Regions from separate parts of the Sus scrofa genome. Here regions 2 and 3 are each linked to region 1. The links are chromatin contacts, called in public Hi-C and promoter capture Hi-C maps. All regions are on one chromosome and are shown on one strand. The core of a region is the stretch at or near the end of the contact, and the rest is flanking DNA. Distances in the headings are between cores, read along the strand shown. Region 1 holds the start of GTPBP8 (GTP-binding protein 8). Region 2 holds the start of SLC35A5 (probable UDP-sugar transporter protein SLC35A5). Region 3 overlaps SLC35A5 (probable UDP-sugar transporter protein SLC35A5).

Region 1 (2,600 bases), core at 50-2,549:
TACAGGTCAATTTTCAAAAGTGATTATAACCTAATAAAAAACATGATGCTTACAAAAAATAAATACAAATGGCCAAATAAAATGTCAAAATGTTTATCCACTTTAATAATCTGGAGAGTATGAATTAAAACAAAATAATTAAAAAATTTTTTTCATCTATGATGGCAAGATTATACTTAATACTCTACTTTTATAATGCCTGTTTTAGTGCTGTAATACTTCATTAATAGGAGTAATTTGTTGTATTTTCTTTAATGATAATTTTTCTACAGAAATATGAAAAATAGAAGCACACATACCTTATGTACCTGTCAAGTCCTCTCCTTGGAATTTATCAGACTTCCACAAGTGTGCAAAGATATCTATTCATAAGTGCTCATTGTAGCACTGTTTGTAATAACAAAACCTAATTAGTGATCAATAAGACACTGGAGGAATATATGAAATAATATGCCTCCATTAAAAACAATCATGTAGGTCGGTATGTACAGATGTATAAATATTTACAAGAATATTGTTAAAATTTTTTTTCTTTTTTTTTTTTTTTTGTCTTTCTGCTATTTCTTGGGCCACTCCCACGGCATATGGAGGTTCCCAGGCTAGGGGTCGAATCAGAGCTGTAGCCCCCTGCCTACGCCAGAGCCACAGCAACGAAGGATCCGAGCCGCGTCTGCAACCTACACCACAGCCCACGGCAACGCCGAATCGTTAACCCACTGAGCAAGGGCAGGGAGCGAACCCGCAACCTCATGGTTCCTAGTTGGATTCGTTAACCACTGCGCCACGACGGGAACTCCTGTTAAAAATTTTTTAAAGGCTATATAGAACAGTCCTTTGAACTAAATGCATTCATAGTTATACATATCCAAAATGTCTGGACATTTACAACAAAGTGTTCTCTTAAGGAAGAATGAGATTAGGGGTTGGAGGAAAGCCTCAAAGCCTAATGCAAAGATCAGTTTTAAAAATTAGCCAGCAAGCAGTAGGTCAGGCTACTCTCAAAGTCCTTGAGTTCTGTTCACTAACTTTTGTGTGACATTACTTCAAGAATTTCCCTGAAGAGTCACTGAAAAACCTGGGGAATCGCTCAAGAGACCCTGAGTTCATAATGCTATGCTGTTTGCTACTAAGGTTGTAGAAAACCCATTGTCTTTAAGCAAGAATATCTTTCAGATATTTATTTTATCATGATCCCTGTATTCCCCACTCTGGCACTGATCAATTTGAATTGTTTTGGGAAGAAACTTTTGAAATAAGATGCCATTACGTAATTTCAATGAAAGAACTCTGGAACACCTGTGCAAACTGTTTTTGCTTTTATTCTGTAAGAAATCTCTAAAACTTAATGACATTTCCTGCAGCTACAGAGATGGTTGAAATGAAATATAACAAGATGCTTTTTCAACTACATTTCTCACCATCTCTTTTCTCATTTTTACGAAACTGTTTTCTTGTGATTTGTACATCAACGTCAACGATCTGTGAGACAACCAGAAACTGAAGAGTAAACCCGCCTAAAATCCACCAGAACTTCACACGTTTTCTTCTTCACTTGAGCCTCAAGGGTCACACAGCCAAATAAGCTTTTTCACCTCTAAAAACCGTTGAACAGCCTTCCCACAGCGGCATACAGGGCAAAGGCACAGCTGTCAGCGTTAGAGTGTGAAAGGAAGCCACCGAGTTTCCCTCTGCTGGGCAACTTCTGCCTCCCACTCCCAGTACTCGAAGAGCGGAGACTACAATTCCCAGAAAGCGTAGCGGGAGCCGAGTTACGCATGCGCATCCTACATTCTGCGAAAGAGGCAGGGGCGGGGCTTCTGAGAAAGGAAAATGGCAACACGCCGGTTGTGGCCTGGGGTGGGCCGGCTGTTTACTATAGGGACTATGCTGGGGCGAGGAAGACGAGCTTACAGCGCGTCCCTGGCCTTTGCAGAGGTTCTACGGCTGCCAAGCAATCAACGCACGAAGCTCGTGTTCCCGCTGCAAGAACTCCAACGGTTTCTCGTCCCGGGCTCGAACCCAGACCTTCACCTGAAGATCTTCGACCCAACTCTGGACGACATCGCGAGGGCTGAGAGCATCTTCACGGCATCCGCCCGGAACCGCATCGATTACGTCAGCTCCGCTGTGCGTCTCGACCACGCCCCGGACCTCCGCTGCCCTGAGGTGAGCGGGGGGAGCCCCCGCAGGTCCTGGAGTTTCGGCAGAAATTTTGCTGTCACTCCCTGTCTTGTCACCAAATAAGAGATTCTCTAGCTTTGTTTAGATGCATATCATTATTATAACTAAATAAGCAAATATAGTTTTAATTACTTTGACAGGGAATATAGAAGACTTTAAAAGGCATTCAGGAGTTCCCATCATGGCTCAATGGTTAACGAATCCCACTAGGAACCCTGAGGTCATGGGTTCGATCCCTGACCTCGCTCAGTGGGTTAAGGATCTGGCGTTGCTATGATCTGTGGTGTAGGTCGCAGAGGTGGCTCGCATCCCCCATTGCTGTGGCTCTGGCGTAGGCCAGCGGCTTTAGCTCTGATTAGACTCCTAGCCTGGGAACATACATATGCCGCGAGTGCGGCCCTGGAAAAGGTCAAAAAATA
Region 2 (2,600 bases), core at 37-2,536, 350 kb before region 1:
AGAGTTTTAAAAGAAAAACTTGAATGCACTTCTAGAAATGCATCTTTGAAAGTAAAACCAGTCATTCTTCTAATAACTAATGTTACAACTTTTACTTTAAAATATCTTTAAAAATGTAAATAAACCAAGTATCTAGAAGGGTCAGCCTACTCCTTATTATCATTGACGTCCAAGATGAATAACTAGTTTCAGTTATTTTAAAAACTTGGAAAGGGGGGTGTTGTCTGTTAGCTGGGTTAAATGGTACTGAAAGAAATAATGTTGCAAATTTCACCTTCTTTTTCTGAAATCTAGTAATTTGGGACCTTAGTCACAACTTACTATTTCAAACCCCTAATTAAAAGAGACTTACTATGAACTTTGAAAGAAAAAGGTGACATCTCATTTTAATACCAAACTGATTTCATTTTTTAAGATAAGCAAAATCTTCATTTCAGTAGTTCAAAAGACTTCCGACGTTAGGATTTAACGTCCTCAAAAATCACTTATCTACGGACCACCATCCAACCTGATTGTACCAAGAGGAGCTGAGTGCTGACGGGTGGGAGACAGAAGTATGCAGAGTCGGTCCAAATTACCCAAGAGCCAGAGGAAACACCTAGGGAACAGCTAGGTAAGACCGCAGGTAGGGGCTGCACCTTTTCCCGTGTACCATTCCTACCGCCTTCCCACACTTTTTGCCACCGGAGAACCAGGTGACTCTCCAGGCGCCCGGCCCTAGATCCCTGCAAAGCCAAGCGTGTGGGTGACAGTCCCTGACAAGCCCACTTACCTTGAGGACCGGGGTCAGGTACTCAGCTACTTCCAGTGCCTTTCCCTTTACCGTGTTAATCACATTCTGCATCCTGGGGCCGGAGGAGCGGCCGGCCCCGAGACAGAGTGGAAAGGACAGCCGGACAGGGATCGGGAGTCAGAAAACGTCCCCGCCGCCGACGACTGGCCTCGACACCCGAGGCGACGAGACGCGACGAGACGCGACGGGACGGACGGGACGAGGGGGAGGGGCGGCCGGCGGGGCGAGAGAGAGCGGGGAGCGCGCTCCTCGCGCCCCAGGCAGCGCGCGGTGGGCCGGGCCCAGCTGTCACCAGGCCGCAAGGGAGAGCGGTGGGGCCGACTTAGGGGGAAAAGCGGGCGCACGCGCACCCTCGCCTTCTCAGGGGCTGTCTTCTCCGCCTAGCTTCACTCGCACCCCTTCCGGCTTCTCCTTCCTCCTCTCACTCTCTCGCCGTAGCTCCGCCGCCACCTGGACCTCACGTGACAGAGGACTCTCCCGACACGTGACGCGAGAAAGGCCGCGCTTGGGGCGGGATCGGGTCGCTTTTCCCCTCCCTCCGGAAGCGTAACACTGAGCGCGCCTGCGCAATGGGCGCCAGGTCCGCTCTTTCTAGCGTCGGGTAGTTATTGTGCTTTCTGTTCCAGAATAGGAGGGTTGGGTGCAGAGGCTTATTCGCCTTTCTTTTCCACCCATAGCTTCCCTGCCTATGTGCCCTAAAAGCTGCTGCTGTTGCGGAGCCAGACAGTTACTGCTTTAGCTCTAGGATGCATGCTCTTCCGCAGGAAGCTCTTCGAAGGGACCAAGGTAACAGCGCCCCCACCCCGGGGCGGGGTGGGGGCAGAGGCAAAAGAATGCGCGTGCGTTTGAGGGGAGGGCGCACGGGTGACAGAAGGCGTTCCTAAATCGTGGAGGGAAACCTGCCCTTCGGGTGGGGAGGGGTGTCTTTTTGGCTTTGGTACACTTGGGCCCACTAGGCTGTGGGTGTTGGTACTTCCAGCCCATCTCTCACCAATACCACCGGCTCTGCGCTCCATTAAACTGGCATGCTTTGGGCAGGGTAACTACTCAGTGTAGAGTCTAGTGTCTTCAACATCTCAAAAAAGGGCCTTGGAGTCATTGATTTCTAAGTTCCCCTCTGCTTCCAACACTAGTTGGAAATTAAAGTAACAGCAGTGTTTCAGATATTTCCATTTTGGTCATTATTTAACGAATCTTTCACTGCAAGTTCTTTTTTTTCCTCCTATGGAAAAGCTGCTACTAAGGAGAAAAATACAAATCTGAAATTATCTTTTAGACCACAGTTGCTCATAAGAGTGAAAGTTAAAAGAATTGTTTCTCTGCAAAATTCTGCAGTCCCAAACTGTCCTTTTGTCAGCACTTCTAATCTAGCCCTTGCCTTTTCTGTGTCTAGAGTTCCCCTTCCTATCAAATTTTGACTGTTTCATTTCCTTTCACCATAGTTTTTCTTGTAGTTCTCAACTTTTTTGATTTTGATATAGACATCTAAAAAATTCCTTTTCTGTTCTTCACAAGTCAGTGGTATGTACATTATACTTAATCGGCTGTCAGGGTTGTTCATGAACATGTCCTTCTCTTTAAGGCAGTTGAAAAAACAGTGAAATGGAAAGCACATGTTGTGGTCTTCCAGTGTTATGCTCCTGGTCAACAATGTATGCATTCCTGCTAGGGGTGGTATTCATTGCTTTAAGCTCAAGTCGCATCCTACTTGTAAAATATTCAGCCAATGAAGGTAAGTTAAGACTTGGATTATGTATGGAACTCTGCCATTTAATCACCCATTGTCTTTCTTGTCTTTGGTTTCCTT
Region 3 (2,600 bases), core at 30-2,529, 320 kb before region 1:
AGGCATTCCACCAGAGTTATGTGAAACAGGAAGATTATTTTCTTGTGGCAGTTCATTTTAAAGGTAAATATAATCAGCTATAGGAAGACCTCACTTTTAAGAAATACAGCCTACAAAACATATTTATCTTATGCAACAGATAAAACTGCAACAATATTACTTGTAAAATTATGGCCTACAGAATATATTCAATAGCAGATGCTACTAGTTCGTGGAGATTGATTTTCTCATTTACAGTTACTTTTTCCACCCTCCTTTTCAGGAAAGCATTTTTTGCCCAGAGTGATGTTTACTCATGTTAACTTACAAATTATTTAGAGAGAGAGAAGGAGCTGGAACTAAAATGTAAAGTTCTGATACAGATGCACTGCAGTACATTTGACCTCTCAACACAGGTTTGAACTGCACATGTCCATTTAAATACAGATTTTTTTTTCAATAAATACATACAGTACAACACGATCATCAGTTAGTTCAATCCTGGAATATGGAACTACAGGCACAGAGGGCCGGCTACTGCAGTAGGTCCTAAAATCAATCCCCTGTGGATACTAAGGAAAGCCTGGGCTTTTGTGGGTGCCAGTGTTTTAATAGGAGAGGAATTGGAAGCTGAGAGTTCTAGAAACTATATCCTGTCATCTTGGATCAAGCATTTGACCTGGGGAGAGGAATGATTTGTCATGTGGAAAGAGAAGTAGACTTCTTTCCTGTCCTAAAGAACCAAACTACACTACAAGTTATAGGGTAACGCTCCTAACAAATGATGCTTCCCAACAGACGAGAAGGCCTTTCTAAAGAGTAGGAGAGAATAGTAGTAAATTCTCCATCACTCAAGTGTTCAAGGGGAGATTTTATCAGCAGGATGTTTTAGAAGAGAGTCCATCACTAGTACAGAAGTTGGTCTAAGTGATTGAAGTCCCTTCCTAATTTTAGAGTCTCTTCTAAGCAGTTATGACCTACCACTAATGCACTGAATTTGCTCCTGTCATAGTTTCTGAATAGCCTTTGGTTGGACCGCAGGTGTGGCCTGCAGTGACCTGACTCCAGCTCCGTCACTGGTCAAAGGACCAGGCTTCTGTCCAGCAGTATGCCTGATCCTGGGGGGAAGCAGGATGTGGCTGAGACCCAGGATCTCAAATCCTCGGCCGGCACTGTCCTGCTGCGGTAGGTTTTCAAGTTGGAGTGCAGAGGAGGCTCTGGGGCAGAGTTACTTTGTTTACAACTCTAAGGCTTTTTGCCTCTAAACCACCATGTGGAAGCCCTGTTTGCTTGTGTGCTGGATTAGGTTCTGTGGAGCTGCAGGGACTACTTTTGCCCTGGTACAGGCCCGGCCTTGACCGGAACAGCCCAGGGCCTCCTTGGCAACTTCTCCTTTTACCTAAGTCCTGGTTTTTCCTGAGAATTCTTAGCATTCTAGTGTGGATAAGAGGCAGAGAAAGTCAAATGCAAAGGAGAGTTGTTTTCCTTCTCTGAAGCCTAGAGCAGACTTTCAGAAATCAAGTAATAGGTATCCTTCCTTTAACAGAAACAAAAAACCTCTCACAGATCTCAGTGTAGACCTTTTTTCTTCCTTACTATTATTTAAATGGATACAAACATGGAGAATAAACTCCTTGCTTACAATTTTTATATGAAAACCAAATTTACAATTAAAATATCAAGCTATTAAACCAGTCAATTTTCAATTCAGATAGGAGTTTAGTGAGGTGATAATGTCGCTCAAATAGAATCACAATAAACTCCCTAACAGTCCTGCAGAACTGTCCTCACTTGCGATTTTACTTGCTTCAAGCGCCATCCTGTCTCTGCCCAGATAACTGAAACCTGCTGACAATGCTGATGATGCATTTAATCCTGCTGGGATTTATCACCCCATGTCCCTAACAATCCCGCACGGATGTGGTGTGGCTCAAGCTGCCAACTCCCATTGGCCGAGACGCCCTGGAAAGATTTTTTAAAACGTCAGCTTTGTGTGTTCCCTGAAGCTTTGAAAGAACTCACCAATAAAATTGCCTAGGCGTGGTACTTTTTTGAGAAGCACTTTTTTTTCTACAACATTCTCTGGTTCTTCTTCATCCTCTTCTTGGTTCACTCTTGATCATTTAAAACACAGATGCCAAAAAATTAACCATCCAGATTTTCAAACATATTTGCTTAGGAATTTATGAATCATTCTCTTAATTCTTTTAATTTCCTCTTTTGCCAGAGTCGTGTTTTCTTTCTCATTTTTAACTTTGTGTATGAATAGTGTCTCTATTTTTTTAAATAGGTTAATGAGCATTTTCTAATTAATTTTTACTTTATTGAAGTTTATTGTGTTCTGCTTTTCTAAAGTTTGTTTTGATCTTTTTTCCATCTGATCTACTTCAAATGCATTTATTTTCTTGCTTGTTGAAGAGCATGTTTATAGCTAGTAGAAGAATTTCTTGGAGTAAGTAGACTTTAGGCTAGTCAGAAAGACTTTAAAATACAGCATTATCATTATTTTCTAAATCTGTTTTGAGTCAAGGGTAGTGTCATTAAGGATTTTACTCATACTTTTGTTAATTTCTAGTTTTTATACACTTGGTTAGAAAATGAGATCTGTACTCTTTCTGTTG

The links. Promoter capture Hi-C pulls out the DNA fragments that hold promoters and counts their contacts. Hi-C and Micro-C count contacts between places; a contact is called where the count stands out from the background.
Region 2: a promoter capture Hi-C map of liver shows a contact between it and region 1, with 11 times the contacts expected there. The contact joins the promoter of SLC35A5 here to the promoter of GTPBP8 in region 1. A contact is called at or near these places in 4 of 5 promoter capture datasets (fetal liver, fetal skeletal muscle and liver), 5 of 47 Hi-C or Micro-C datasets (blood, heart right ventricle, liver and 1 more) and 2 of 2 datasets of contacts at active chromatin or transcription factors (alveolar macrophages and skeletal muscle).
Region 3: a contact with region 1 is called in a Hi-C map of skeletal muscle, with 3 times the contacts expected there. The contact joins the enhancer-like site here to the promoter of GTPBP8 in region 1. A contact is called at or near these places in 4 of 47 Hi-C or Micro-C datasets (fetal liver, heart right ventricle, retroperitoneal adipose tissue and 1 more) and 2 of 2 datasets of contacts at active chromatin or transcription factors (alveolar macrophages and skeletal muscle).

What each region holds. Positions count from the first base shown.
Region 1 is chr13:146,931,563-146,934,162 of Sscrofa11.1, reverse strand. GTPBP8 (GTP-binding protein 8) reads left to right here and starts at 1,299. Exons shown (of 6, transcript XM_013982454.2): 1 at 1,299-2,166. The coding sequence starts at 1,831.
Region 2 is chr13:147,278,072-147,280,671 of Sscrofa11.1, reverse strand. SLC35A5 (probable UDP-sugar transporter protein SLC35A5) reads left to right here and starts at 1,286. Exons shown (of 7, transcript XM_013982457.2): 1 at 1,286-1,579; 2 at 2,376-2,525. The coding sequence starts at 2,396. ATG3 (ubiquitin-like-conjugating enzyme ATG3) reads right to left here and starts at 1,562. Exons shown (of 12, transcript XM_003132682.6): 1 at 773-1,562. The coding sequence starts at 844.
Region 3 is chr13:147,254,275-147,256,874 of Sscrofa11.1, reverse strand. SLC35A5 (probable UDP-sugar transporter protein SLC35A5) reads left to right here. Exons shown (of 7, transcript XM_013982457.2): 7 at 1-2,600. Among named protein-coding and RNA genes, the nearest start is that of ATG3, 24 kb to the left of the region's middle. Within about 2 kb of position 1,279, at least 17 of the 83 cell types and tissues checked have an H3K27ac peak or open chromatin away from gene starts, as enhancers often do. A contact at or near this core is called in fetal liver, retroperitoneal adipose tissue and skeletal muscle, where this site is marked.